Regions from separate parts of the Bombyx mori genome. Here region 2 is linked to region 1. A link is a contact called in public Hi-C data. All regions are on one chromosome and are shown on one strand. The core of a region is the stretch at or near the end of the contact, and the rest is flanking DNA. Distances in the headings are between cores, read along the strand shown.

The links. Hi-C and Micro-C count contacts between places; a contact is called where the count stands out from the background.
Region 2: a Hi-C map of whole pupa shows a contact between it and region 1, with 2.7 times the contacts expected there. The contact joins the enhancer-like site here to the promoter of LOC101747091 in region 1. A contact is called at or near these places in 3 of 7 Hi-C or Micro-C datasets (middle silk gland, posterior silk gland and whole pupa).

What each region holds. Positions count from the first base shown.
Region 1 is chr8:7,446,386-7,452,652 of ASM3026992v2, forward strand. LOC101747091 (serine/arginine repetitive matrix protein 1) reads left to right here and starts at 4,789. Exons shown (of 12, transcript XM_012695519.4): 1 at 4,789-5,125. LOC119628825 reads right to left here. Exons shown (of 3, transcript XM_062669581.1): 2 at 744-946.
Region 2 is chr8:7,504,691-7,510,574 of ASM3026992v2, forward strand. It overlaps LOC101747091 (serine/arginine repetitive matrix protein 1), which reads left to right. Exons shown (of 12, transcript XM_012695519.4): 3 at 3,768-3,804; 4 at 5,129-5,298. It also overlaps a transcript of UGT39C1 not described here. Among protein-coding and RNA genes, the nearest start is that of LOC119628825, 51 kb to the left of the region's middle. Within about 2 kb of position 3,446, at least 7 of the 8 cell types and tissues checked have open chromatin away from gene starts, as enhancers often do.

The sequences.
Region 1 (6,267 bases), core at 3,539-6,038:
GTCGGCAAACAGCGCCAACTTCCCGTCTGCTTCCCATTCCCGAGGGCAACCTTCGAGAGTGGGAATATCGTTAGTGTAGAGAGCGTAGAGGAGTGGTTGGTGTCAGGACGCTTCCCTGGGGAAATCCGGCTGTGACTGGGCGCACCCACGACAACTGCTTTTTTTTATTACTTAGATTGGTGGACGAGCTCACAGCCCACCTGGTGTTAAGTGGTCACTGGAGCCCATGGACATCTACAACGTAAATGCGCCACCCAACTTGAGATATAAGGTCTAAGATCTCAGTATAGTTACAACGGCTGCTCCACCCTTCAAACCGAAACGCATTACTGCTTCACGGCAGAAATAGGCAGAGCGGTGGTACCTCTCGCGCGGACTCACAAGAGGTCCTACCACCAGTAAAAACTAGTCTAAAAAATCCAGGAATATGTATTTTGTGTATTTAGTAGACGCAGGGCGTGTTGATAGCTTGTATTGGTACCTACACATATTCTTCTGACCATTTCTACCATGACGCTGTCATGAGTTCCGGTTTAGAGAATGGGACAACCGTGGTACAATACTATTGAGATATAGGCCTCTTGTGTCAGGTTGTAAAAAAATATTGTAATAATAATAATAAACGCAGCAGTACAGGTACACTTCAAAATTATCTTCTTCTTCTTCTGGTCGTTCCCTCAATGCTGAGGATCGTGACTGTATGTCAATCTTCCCCACTCGGTCCGGTTCTGCGCCATATGTACCGCTCCCAGTATCTGGCCTCCACTCATCTCCTTGAGTTGGGCCACCCATCTAGCTGGCGCTCTTCCTCTAGCGCGCTTCCCCTCAATTTGTCCGAGAATTCTGAGCTTCTCCAGGCTGTTCAATGGGGATCGCATTATGTGCCCAAAGAAACTCCGGATCCTTTCCTGGCGCGTAGTCAGTAGGCGCTTGGTGACCTTCAGCTCTTCGAGGATGCAGACATTGGTTCTCATAGCTGTCCAAGGAAGTAAATTAGCAAATATTAAAACAAATGTATCGTCCCTAGTTAGTGCTGTGGCAGGAATGACTCAAATACTCATAATCAGTTAAGAAATATCCAAGTGCGTGTTTAAATAGCAAATGAAACGTTTTCTCAGTTTTATCGTCAGCGGAACCATCTAGATGCGTTATCAAGTCCATTTGCGTTCGTAAAGGACGAAAGACAAGTTATTATAACTCAGCGTCGGTTACTTGTGATCGTAGATGGATATTTGCTATTATGTATTTTGAATAATGTCCTATTGTTAGGAGCTGTGAGAAAGGAAACCTTAATAATAACCTTATTGAGATGACGGAAATCGTTGAAGTTACTTTCTTTTTTAATATTTATATTTTGAAGGATATTTTATGAGTATTCAAGCGCTAATGTACTTTACAGACGCTCAAATAATAGTGTTCTTTAAAAAACTCAATGGCAAAAGGCAACAAGACAAAAGAAATCTTAAAATACGCTGTGGATATGAACACAGTGATTCCTGATTCCAGGTAACAAGAATTATTTCCTAGTAATTTAAAGGATTGCACAGATCAACCACTCAAATAATTTTTTTTTTCACGGGGAAATATTATTACTTTTTGATGATTTGAGATTAAATAACTTAACGCTTCGTGCAGCATGTATTTAAAAATACATTTCGTGTCGTAAAACGTGTTGTAAAACTAGTTTTAGATAGAACTTGTAAATTAAATTTACTTTAATTAACAAAAAAGAGGACAGCATAAGCCACATGTTATGAAAACTATAAAAGCTTAATAGAAAACACCATTGGCAATTACGTGTTACGAGAAATATTTATGTTAATCATTTGCATCATCATTTCAAATTTACATAAGAAAATTTAAATAAAATACCTGTCTTTCATATGACTAAGAGATAAACGGTACGTTATCGCCAATAGTTTCGAGGTGGCTACATCTAGTATTATGACATCGGAGGCAATGTTAATGCAGAATGTTACCCACGCAGTATTGACATGCAAGTGAGGCTTAAAATAGGTTTAGCCAATTTATATTCGCCTCGTTTTATTTTAGACCATTAAAATAAAGTACATTTCATAGGTAATGTTAAGAAACATTATTTTTCGTTTTAATTCATAATAAAACCGATCTGTGTTTTAGCTTATATTTCTACACGTCATCTCGGATCCTCCCGATCCACTAACTGTGCTTTTAGGTACTTCAAGCACCGGTCACCGTTCTCGTCGAACCCGTCGCTTGCGACGAAGGGCTCGACGAGTAAATTAACTCTCAGACACAGCCCACTGAGTTTCTCGCCGGATCTTCTCAGGGGGTCGCGTTTCCGATCCGGTGGTAGATTCTGCGAAGCACGGCTCTTGGTAGGGTTCGTGTTAGCATCGTCGTCAGGTTTGAGCCCCGTGAGCTCACCTACTAGCCACGGTTACGCTGAAATAGCCTCTCAAGGATATCAGCATAGGTAGGAAAAAAAAAAACTTATATTTCTAATCATAATTGTTATTCAGCAAGATTTATAACGTTGGTTATTTAACATTATTTCTTAGACATCCATTGCTTTAATTATTCTATTAGTTCGCTGGAAACTACGCATATAGTTCTGTAGACAGCCCTAAGTGTATGCGATAAACAAGAGTGGTCTAAGACGGTGGGCAGCCGGTCCTCCCACCGAGTCTAGTTCCAAACAGATTTGCCAACTTTAGGTCGATTTTGATTTGTTGATTGCGTTTCGGTTTAAGCGTTGTATCGTTTTTATATTAACGTTGCGTGTTTTTATGTAATACAAAATTGTGTGAAGCAGTAATGCGTTTCGGTTTGAAGGGTGAGGCAGCCGTTGAAAGTATACTGAGATCTTACGGCTTATATCTCAAGATTGGTGGCGCATTTTACGTTGTAGATGTCTATGGGCTTCAGTAACCACTTAACACCAGGTGGGCTGAGAGCTCGTTAACCCATTAAAAAAAAAATAAGTTTTTCGTTAACCTCCTTTTTTGATTTAAGTAATCTACACAAGTCTGTCAAGTTTTTTTATTTTTAATAACTAAAAAGACCTAAGTGCTTGACGTTAACAATGATTTAGGCGGTGTGTATCTATCTACCTTAAGACCTGTCTGACCTACCTGTTAAGTCGATTTTTTATTGTATTACGAATGGCCACATTCAAGGTTTCTATTAAATTATAATAAAAAGGTTCATTATTCAATCAGCTCGATGGCACCATGTTTCTAATGTTGTCACCAGAAATACATTTACCAACATCTTTAAATTAATACGTGAAGCTAAAACTTTGTATCCCTTTTTACGAAAATTGCGCGGACGGAGGAGTATGAAAATTCCCACACTTATAGTGAATATAGAAAAGGAGTGCAGAATGTTAATATTTTTTTAAATTATGCCTAAAAAATACATTAAATCAATAAAGAAAACATTACGCACACTACATACCATGTTTTTGACGCACACACGCATGCATACTGTCAAACTTTTGTTCTTGACGTCTGTGGTCAAATTGAGAATAGATTAAATATTGTTTGTCTTTATTAATATTTTTTTATAGTGTAGCCTTGGCGAAATTTGTGATTATAGAAGTATAATAGTCTTTGAAAATAGAATCGTAATAGTGTACAAACTTACAATTCCAATTAATTATAGTCGAATTTTGACTACTGCGGGACCTCTAGTATTTATGAATGTAACACAATTCTAAATTTGAATATTGAAAGACTCTGTAACATTTATAAACATTTAAATAGGTATACACGAACGTAAGTCGAACTAATTGAAAGCGTTACGTTCTACTATACGCTAGAAAACACATTTGAAATGTTTAAAGATCTTATTTAACTTCTGAGAATTGTAATTGAAAAAAATGTTACCAGAAAATATTATTACATCTTCACTGGAACTGTGAGAGATCTGATCTTGTTCCGGATCTATGAGATTTTCTTATGATAACATTTTCCTGTTTTTAATGCGCTTAAAACATTATTATATTTGGAGATTGGAGATTATACTCAGTTAATATGAAAACGAATAAATTTATAAGCTCACCAAACATTTGTTATTTTTTTAATTGACTATTAATTAATATATTACTATTATTCTAATTCTACTCGCACTACATTCTCATGTTTAAATTAATATAGAATAGCAGAGGCCTCACACCAGGGTTCATAGACACCCACCTTGGGACATGGGGTTGATGACTCAATCGTGTGGTCAAAATAGGCCAGAGGGTGGCACTCACAGTACATTTACATATCTGGAAAATAATAGGCCCTGTCGATTATTCTAAGTAGTGAAACAGCATTACGAATTGGTGGTAGTCATGCGACTTAAAGGTGTCTGAACTCGATAAACAAATTTACTAGTAGATAATATTATCTAACCAATCATATACAAAATATTTTAGCTGATCAATTTATATATTCAATATAAAAACACGAACATTAAAATAAACTTGTTTACATTCCAGAAGAACTGGACAGACACATTTTGCGTAAGAAAATTATCATATTTTTTTTTTTCAAAAGAACCGTTTTCTGTATCATTAAATTTTAAATAGGCATCATTCGAAATTTTAAAGAAAAAACTTTGAGAACCAAAGTATCAAAGTGAGTATCAAAGATACGTGTTTGAAAACAAAGAAAAAGCTTATTTTGTAGAAAATAAATTTTAAGTACTATTTAAAAATATAATCCAAATCACCTACATTAGATAAGACAAGCGTGGTCAACCATTTCGTATGTGTAAATTCGACTAAAACTTACATCTAAATTGTGTTTATTGTTTACCCAGATTGTCAATGGTAATGTGTCACGGAGTGTTGCGTCCACGCAGTTTTCCATATATGTCCCAGTCCCCACTCTGAGCATGCGCACGGAGGTTTTCGCGCGTTCCTCACTTAGCTATAGTTGTGTTTCTGTCCTTCTTGAGGCCGCGTGCCCGATCGATTACACACCATCGATACATCGAATGTTACTCGCGCTTTTCTCAATGAAAAGTATGTTTGAACTGTGAGGAGTTTATCGGCGGTGTCAGTGTTTCAAGTTCAGTTCTAGCGGCGTGTTTGTTTTAGTGTTTCAGTGAGGACTGTTGTTTTCAGTGCTTGTTCACTTGTTTCTCGCGGGAGGTTTGTATTTTTTTTTTTTTTTTTTTTAATTTAGTCGATTGCGGCCTGTGATGATTTTATTTTTGAATGTAGATCTTCTAATTTAACTCATTTTAGATGTAGGTTATGGTTTGTAGTTGGAGATTTAACAATAACATGTTATTTTTTTATAGTTTTCTTTAAATAGAATTCATTATACGTAAGTAAACAAGGCACAGCAAGTATGATGTAGGTATATGTTAATGGATATAACATAAATTGAATATTTAATATAAACTATATATGGTTTCTTGGTAATACTTTAGTATTAATCAATGAAGGCCTTACTTGTTTTTGTTTTCTTTGAAACTATTAATTTTAAAGAAAAATATACGTTGAAATGTTTGCTTTTTTGTGACCCTCAAATTAGTACACTATGGTAAATATTGAATATCACGATTTACGTGAAGCAACATTGTAGCGTATGACGAATAACATTGAATTATATAAATATGTTTGATAATTTAATAAATATAATACTCAGACAAGTAGGACATCTAAAAATAATAAAGCAATGTTTTATAACGTTGCTGAATTTTCATTAAGCACGTTTTTTGTTTTTTCGAACTGATTTAGTATTAAATATGCAGTGATAGGAAACAATAATTTATAACAATAAAAAGTAAACAATAATAATTTAGGAATATATTCCTGCACCCGGGAATTGATTTGACTAATAGAACAGGATAATTATGTATATAAGATTATTATATTTTTGACTGACTTGGTGGTGCCGTAGTTAGCACCTCTGACAGTTGCACCGGGGGTCGTGGGTTCGATTCTCACAATTGCTTGCTCTTTGTTTGGGTGTTTAGTATCTACCTATTTAACTGCCTTACCTTTACCTTAGTTGGACTACCTGTGTTCATTAATTATGTTAACATTTTTTGGAAACATAATGTGTTTCTTTAATTGGCTCATGTTTGGGAAAACATCCTCTGTACCCTGTGTCTAGTTAAATGCTGTTGAAACATTGTTGATTAAATAAAGAAATAAATATATGTACATATATATTGAAACGTATAGGTGTAAGTACGTATGTTCGTCTCTGGTACCCATAACACCGGGAATCCTAATTTTTGGGCCGCATGACCGTGATTACTTCCCAGTTATTTAATAATGAT
Region 2 (5,884 bases), core at 2,196-4,695, 57 kb after region 1:
ATTGTATAATTTTTTTTTATTGCTTAGATCGTGGACGAGCTCACGGCCACGGACTGATGTCCTGATGTTAAGTGGATACCGGAGTCCATAGACATCTACAACGTAAATACTGCCACCCACCTTGAGATATGAGTTCTAAGGTCTCATTATAGTTACAACGGCTGCCCCAGCCTTCAAACCGAAACGCATTACTGCTTCACGTCCGAAATAGGCAGGGTGGCGGTACCTACCCGTGTGGACCCACAAGAGATCCTACCACCAGTATATACTTTATCACATAAAAACCTGGTCCAAATGTTTTACCACGAAGCGATCGTTCGAATCGATCGAAGCGTTGTTGTTGTATGTGTCATACTGTAATAGCCGAATGGTAAACCGTCGACGTCGCCCAAAGCGTCATCACGGATCCTCCTGATCCATTAACGGTGCTTTTAGGCACTACAACCACCGGTCACCGTCCTCGTCGAACCCGTCGCTTGCGACGAAGGGCTCGACGAGCGATTTAGCCCACAGACACGGCCCACTGAGTTTCTCGCCGGATCTTCTCAGTGGGTCGCATTTCCGATCCGGTGGTAGATTCTGCGAAGCACTGCTCTTGCTAGGGTCAGTGTTAGCAATTCTCCGGCTTGAGCCCCGTGAGCTCACCTACACACGCTAGGGTAAGCTGAAATAGCCTCTCAAGGCTATCAGCATAGGTAGGGAAAAAACTATAATAATTATTATTACAAGGAAATTGAGGTTTTGAATCCATGTCTCAAGCTCCACTCTTGTAATGCCAGGCTGTCAATTTAACCGCTAAACACTACTAGAGCCTTGAGCTGTTCCCAAAACAACGGAAAGCTTTCTCAAATCACGTTTTAGAAATCCTTGTGAGGATACAAGTTCATTCGTATTTCACATTGGCGACCAACGTGAAGTTACCAGTCGAACCGGGCGCATCGGCAGTGACTGCGGTCGACCTCACAGCGTCGCGCTGCGGTGACCACTGCAAGGCCGCGACCTTAGACATTGAAACTAAATCTAAGCTGTCTGTGCCCGTAGTAATTTTCCGTGACAAACGTCGATTTTTCTTTCTCTACATCATATATCATATCTTTTCTGTTGCAAATCTATTTATTAAAACACAAATAATGATTGGCAATATTAATATTAACACAAAATGTAACAATCATTATTTTAAATTAATTAATTAATTAAATTATCTCTTATGGAATGCTCCTAATGAAAAAAAAAAATTTTTTATTGTTTTTATTTTATTTTATAGATAGATGATTGAACGAGCTCATGATCCACTTGGTGTTAAATGGTGTTAACGGAACCCATCGCACTTCAAACCATAACGCATGAATGCTTCGCGACAGAAACAGGATGGTGATGCTTATCACTTCTGATGCACAGCATAATACGTTCTACTCACTAATATTTAGGTTTTATTCGTTTTTAATATCTTTGTTTTGATTTTATTTATAGTACTGGTTTTTTCTAAATATTTTTTTCTATAATGTGACGTTATCATTTTAACGCCAATGAAATAAAATTGTGTGATTTACTACTAAGAATACCTATACGTTAATGAGTTCATTGGCTTTTCTAGTTTCATTCGACTAAGGTCGCACCGATTAATACTAGTTTTGAAATATTTTATTCGCAGTATTTATTCATCAAAACGCCTGAATACAATTTTAGGAAAATGTGACTTCTTGTTCGATTCTATTTAAGATGAAGGGCGTTTTATTTTATTTTTACTTGACAATATTAACGACAACGAAAAATTGAGAAGTTGTTATCAGATGGGTCTTTCATTAAAAAATCAGATTTGCAATGTTACAAAATAGTGTATGGTAAAAAATGACGAAGCGAAGCAGTGAAGACGTCACTAGATAGAGTCAAGAATCGATAAAATCAGATTAACATATCGATAATATCCACACAAGCTACTGTCATTATAAATCATTCGGACGCAACGATCTGTCACTCGGCTGACATGCACTCAATTGTCTATGGTCAGGGGTGATTGACCGGATAAAGTTTTTTTACGTCACCTTTTTAGAACGACACAACTTAATAATTCGAGATATTTAATATGCTTTTTGGATCCTATGTTATTTGTGCAATTCAGAATATTTTTGGAGTTTACTCCTTTAGAATCGATTTACATATATAGGCCCGGGGTATGAAAATTATGGGGACCAAAATCGTACTAGCATGTCACACGAAATGCGTTATGCGCCTGATTGCGCATGTCACACGAAATGCGTTATCGCAGGTGACGCCGGGCTGCTGCGCCGGCAGTCCGCCACAAAGCCTCGTACTGATCGCGCGTTTCTCTCATTATTGTATTTTCATATATTTGTTAGTCGTTTGTTTTGTGTCTCGTTAATTTGTTAATAATCTGTAGTGTATCGTGTTGTCGTAATATAGAACTATTTCTCGTATTGTTTCGTTTAATTTTTTATATCCAGTAAACTCCAGTCGTGCGTCGGAGCGGACACACACACTTTTTTAAACTAATATCACGCGATATTACCGGTTGACTATCAACAATATTAAAGAGATTTAATAATTTATAAAATATTGACAATTGTTGTATGTAAATATTATAAATTACAATTATACTTCCTTAATAATGTCCCTGCATTTAAATTTTCCCGTAGGAGTTGACATAAGCGGAAATACTTTCCATTTCGTTTCAAATGAGTATGCAACAGCGCAGCCCTATTTGAACGAGACTAGGGTATCCATCATTTTATTTCCCTTTCATTTTTTCGTCACACAATTAATTATCATTTATAGCTTTATAACTCCAAGATTTCAGTTACAGAAGTAATAATATTACGTAGGCGACATATCTTCGCGATCCTTACTTTAGTCGTTTTTCACTAGGCAATAGATTATTTTCCTAAGGCTACTACGCTTAAATTCCTTTCTTAATTATAATTTTTATGTTTCTAAAAAAACTGTCCCGGAAAATACATTACTGAGATTCTTTACCGTTATATACTAACATAGTTATATTATATTTTACGGGTTCAACAGAACAGTGCAATCCCAGCGGAAGCAGAACCATACAAACTGAATACTCATCGGGTCACTACTGTATTGTGCGCCAAAAGAAAATGTTAATCTGCAATTAATAATTGAATTACTGCTAAGCCTTGATTTTCCTTCAGTCAGTTATCAGCGAGGGTATTGAACACACGATTTTCCACAGTTTTCGCGATTTCCCGAGTTTTTTTTTAACAAATCGTTTTTATATAATTGTATTAGGTGTTATATTAATACTAGATTCAATAATCATATTTTTTTATTAAGATTATGGTGATATTTAGTGTTATGATTTTAATAAGCAGTGATAATTAAGTGATAAATTATTTTATGAACTTACATGGTGACTGTATTTACGTTGAGTGAACATGGCGCCATCAAGCGACGGCCACGTGTACTATTACGATTTATTTCGCCAGCACCCGAACACGGGTACGAGTTTTATAGTTTAGGCTACTCGGTAAGAGATGGCGCTGCATTTTAAATTTAACTATGCGTTTTAAAAAAATATATTATTATTTATGTAAAAAGGCTTCAGTATTGTTAATTGTAAAAAATAATTATTTTACTGATTGTTATTATTTTTTACGGGCATTAAAGTTGATTTATTTTAGTTATTAATTTTATAGTGATTTTTGTTTTAATGATAGCAAATTATCCATACAACACGTCAGATTTAAATAATATTAGGTAGATCTAACAAAACAACGTTATTGTTTCAGGCTGAGCCCGGAGACACTATTGCTACAACCAAAGAAGGTTAGTTTTTTAATCTTTTTATAAAAAAAAGTTTTCACATTAAATAAGTTCTTGTCTTGTTGATGAACGCACCCTAAGAGTCCAAAAAGGGGATTGCCCACTCTCCATAGTGTGTTAGGCCCAAGATGGACATCAAATATTACTATAAAAATGTACTGATTCAAATTCTTAAATGTATTGGATATCTAAAAAATATATTGAAATTGACGCCACTATTATAAAAAATATAATAAAAATAAAAACTCGTTTTGAGGTTAATTTTCTATATAAATAAGTGTCGGATTGTGAGATACTTCAAGAACTTTTCTTTTCTTAATGTATAAGATGTTCCTAATATATTTTTATCCAATAGGGTATAAAAACACACTTAATTCTTTAAATATCTATATTTTCTTCATCTTCATACACAATTAGTATCATCTAAAAATAGCAGAGGAGAGCATATACACGGTTTTAAATCTCGGTCAGGGTAAAACCACAATTCACACAATGTTTTTTAGTCGTACTATGAAACGTTATTGATAAAAGTAAAATAAATCGAAGAAAAATCAAAACACATCCATTTTGTACGCAAGCACAACACCACAAGCAGCAAGCGAAGTGTCAGTCAGTCAGATTAAATTCAGTGTTGTCTGTATAAAGAAAAATAATTACATGAAATTCACATATCGATTATTTTTTTAAATAACCGATAATTGATTTATATCTTAATCTTTTTTTTACGAGTACACATTATTTTTTATGTTTTTGTTTTAGTTGTACATATTTAAATAACAATACTAGTAAAGTTTTTTTTATTGCTTAGATGGGTGGGCGAGTTCACAGCCACCCTGGTGTTGCTAAGTGGTTACTCGAGCCCACATACATCTACAACGTAAATGCGCCACCCACCTTGAGATATAAGTTCTAAGGTCTCAAGTATAGTTACAAGTTAAAGTCCAATGGGTATGTCTTCGATGTTATTTTATGTGCATAAAATCCATTAAAATCGTTTGATTAATGATAATACTTAAAATGATTTATTTATATGTTTTATTTATATACTCAAAATATTTACTACATACGTAAAAGGATTTGAAGCTGGCAATATTTTTCCCGCAAAAATAAAAATCCTTGTTTTTTCAATAGAGTTACTTTTTTTAAACTACTTATTGTAAACTATAGTGGCGCTTATTTGCAAGAAAGTAAATGCATATTTATTTATGACAAAATTAATGCACTAAGTATTTTTTCTATAATCTATTGTCCGCTTTGGGCCTAAAATGGGCCATCCCCTTTGTGACGTCTAGAGCAAGATGTACTTAAATTACGGATAAATTTACAGAAGAATGGGTGACTCGTAAAACAAGTGAAGTCACAACGACCCGGCAGATAGAGACAAGGGTCAAACGTGAACTAATATTAGAAGACGGACGCATCCTGAGTGATTCTGGGCCGAAGATATCTACGTCAGTCAACGAGGACACGCACACCACTAATTTACAACAGACTGAAGTGAGTCTTACAACTTGTTTCTAGAAAGTACATTAATGTATTCATGACTTATCGAGAACACTTTTTCTTGAAATGTAAATCAATATTGTCATTAACATTAAATGATTTCTTTTCAGCAATTTAAATGCAACTAACATCCTCTCCGTTACTTTTTTTTTTCCTACCTAAGTTGATAGCCTTGAGAGGCTAGTTATTAATACTCAACTATGATTTTTATAACATTAAATCGGCTATATAAAGTCAGCAGCTTAGTAATTGAACGGAATTAATTTTGAGATTCAATTTAATTTAGTAAAACGCCACGGTTCGTAATAAATGTAAAAAAAAATTGTCGATAAATAGAATTGAAATCCATAAATTTGTTAAGGTTTGCGCATCATATATTAATGGTACTCGGCTGAAGCCTCTCTTGAAGTACTAACAATACCATAAACGTTGTGTGCGACACATTCATGTGACATAAAAAAAAACACGACTTATTACGATTATTCACTTATTACGTCAAATTTAAGGTATTCTCTTTACATTTTTGAAGGAATCTGGAATAGGCGTTTCTTGGGCTTTTTTGGTTTTCGGAGTGTTGACT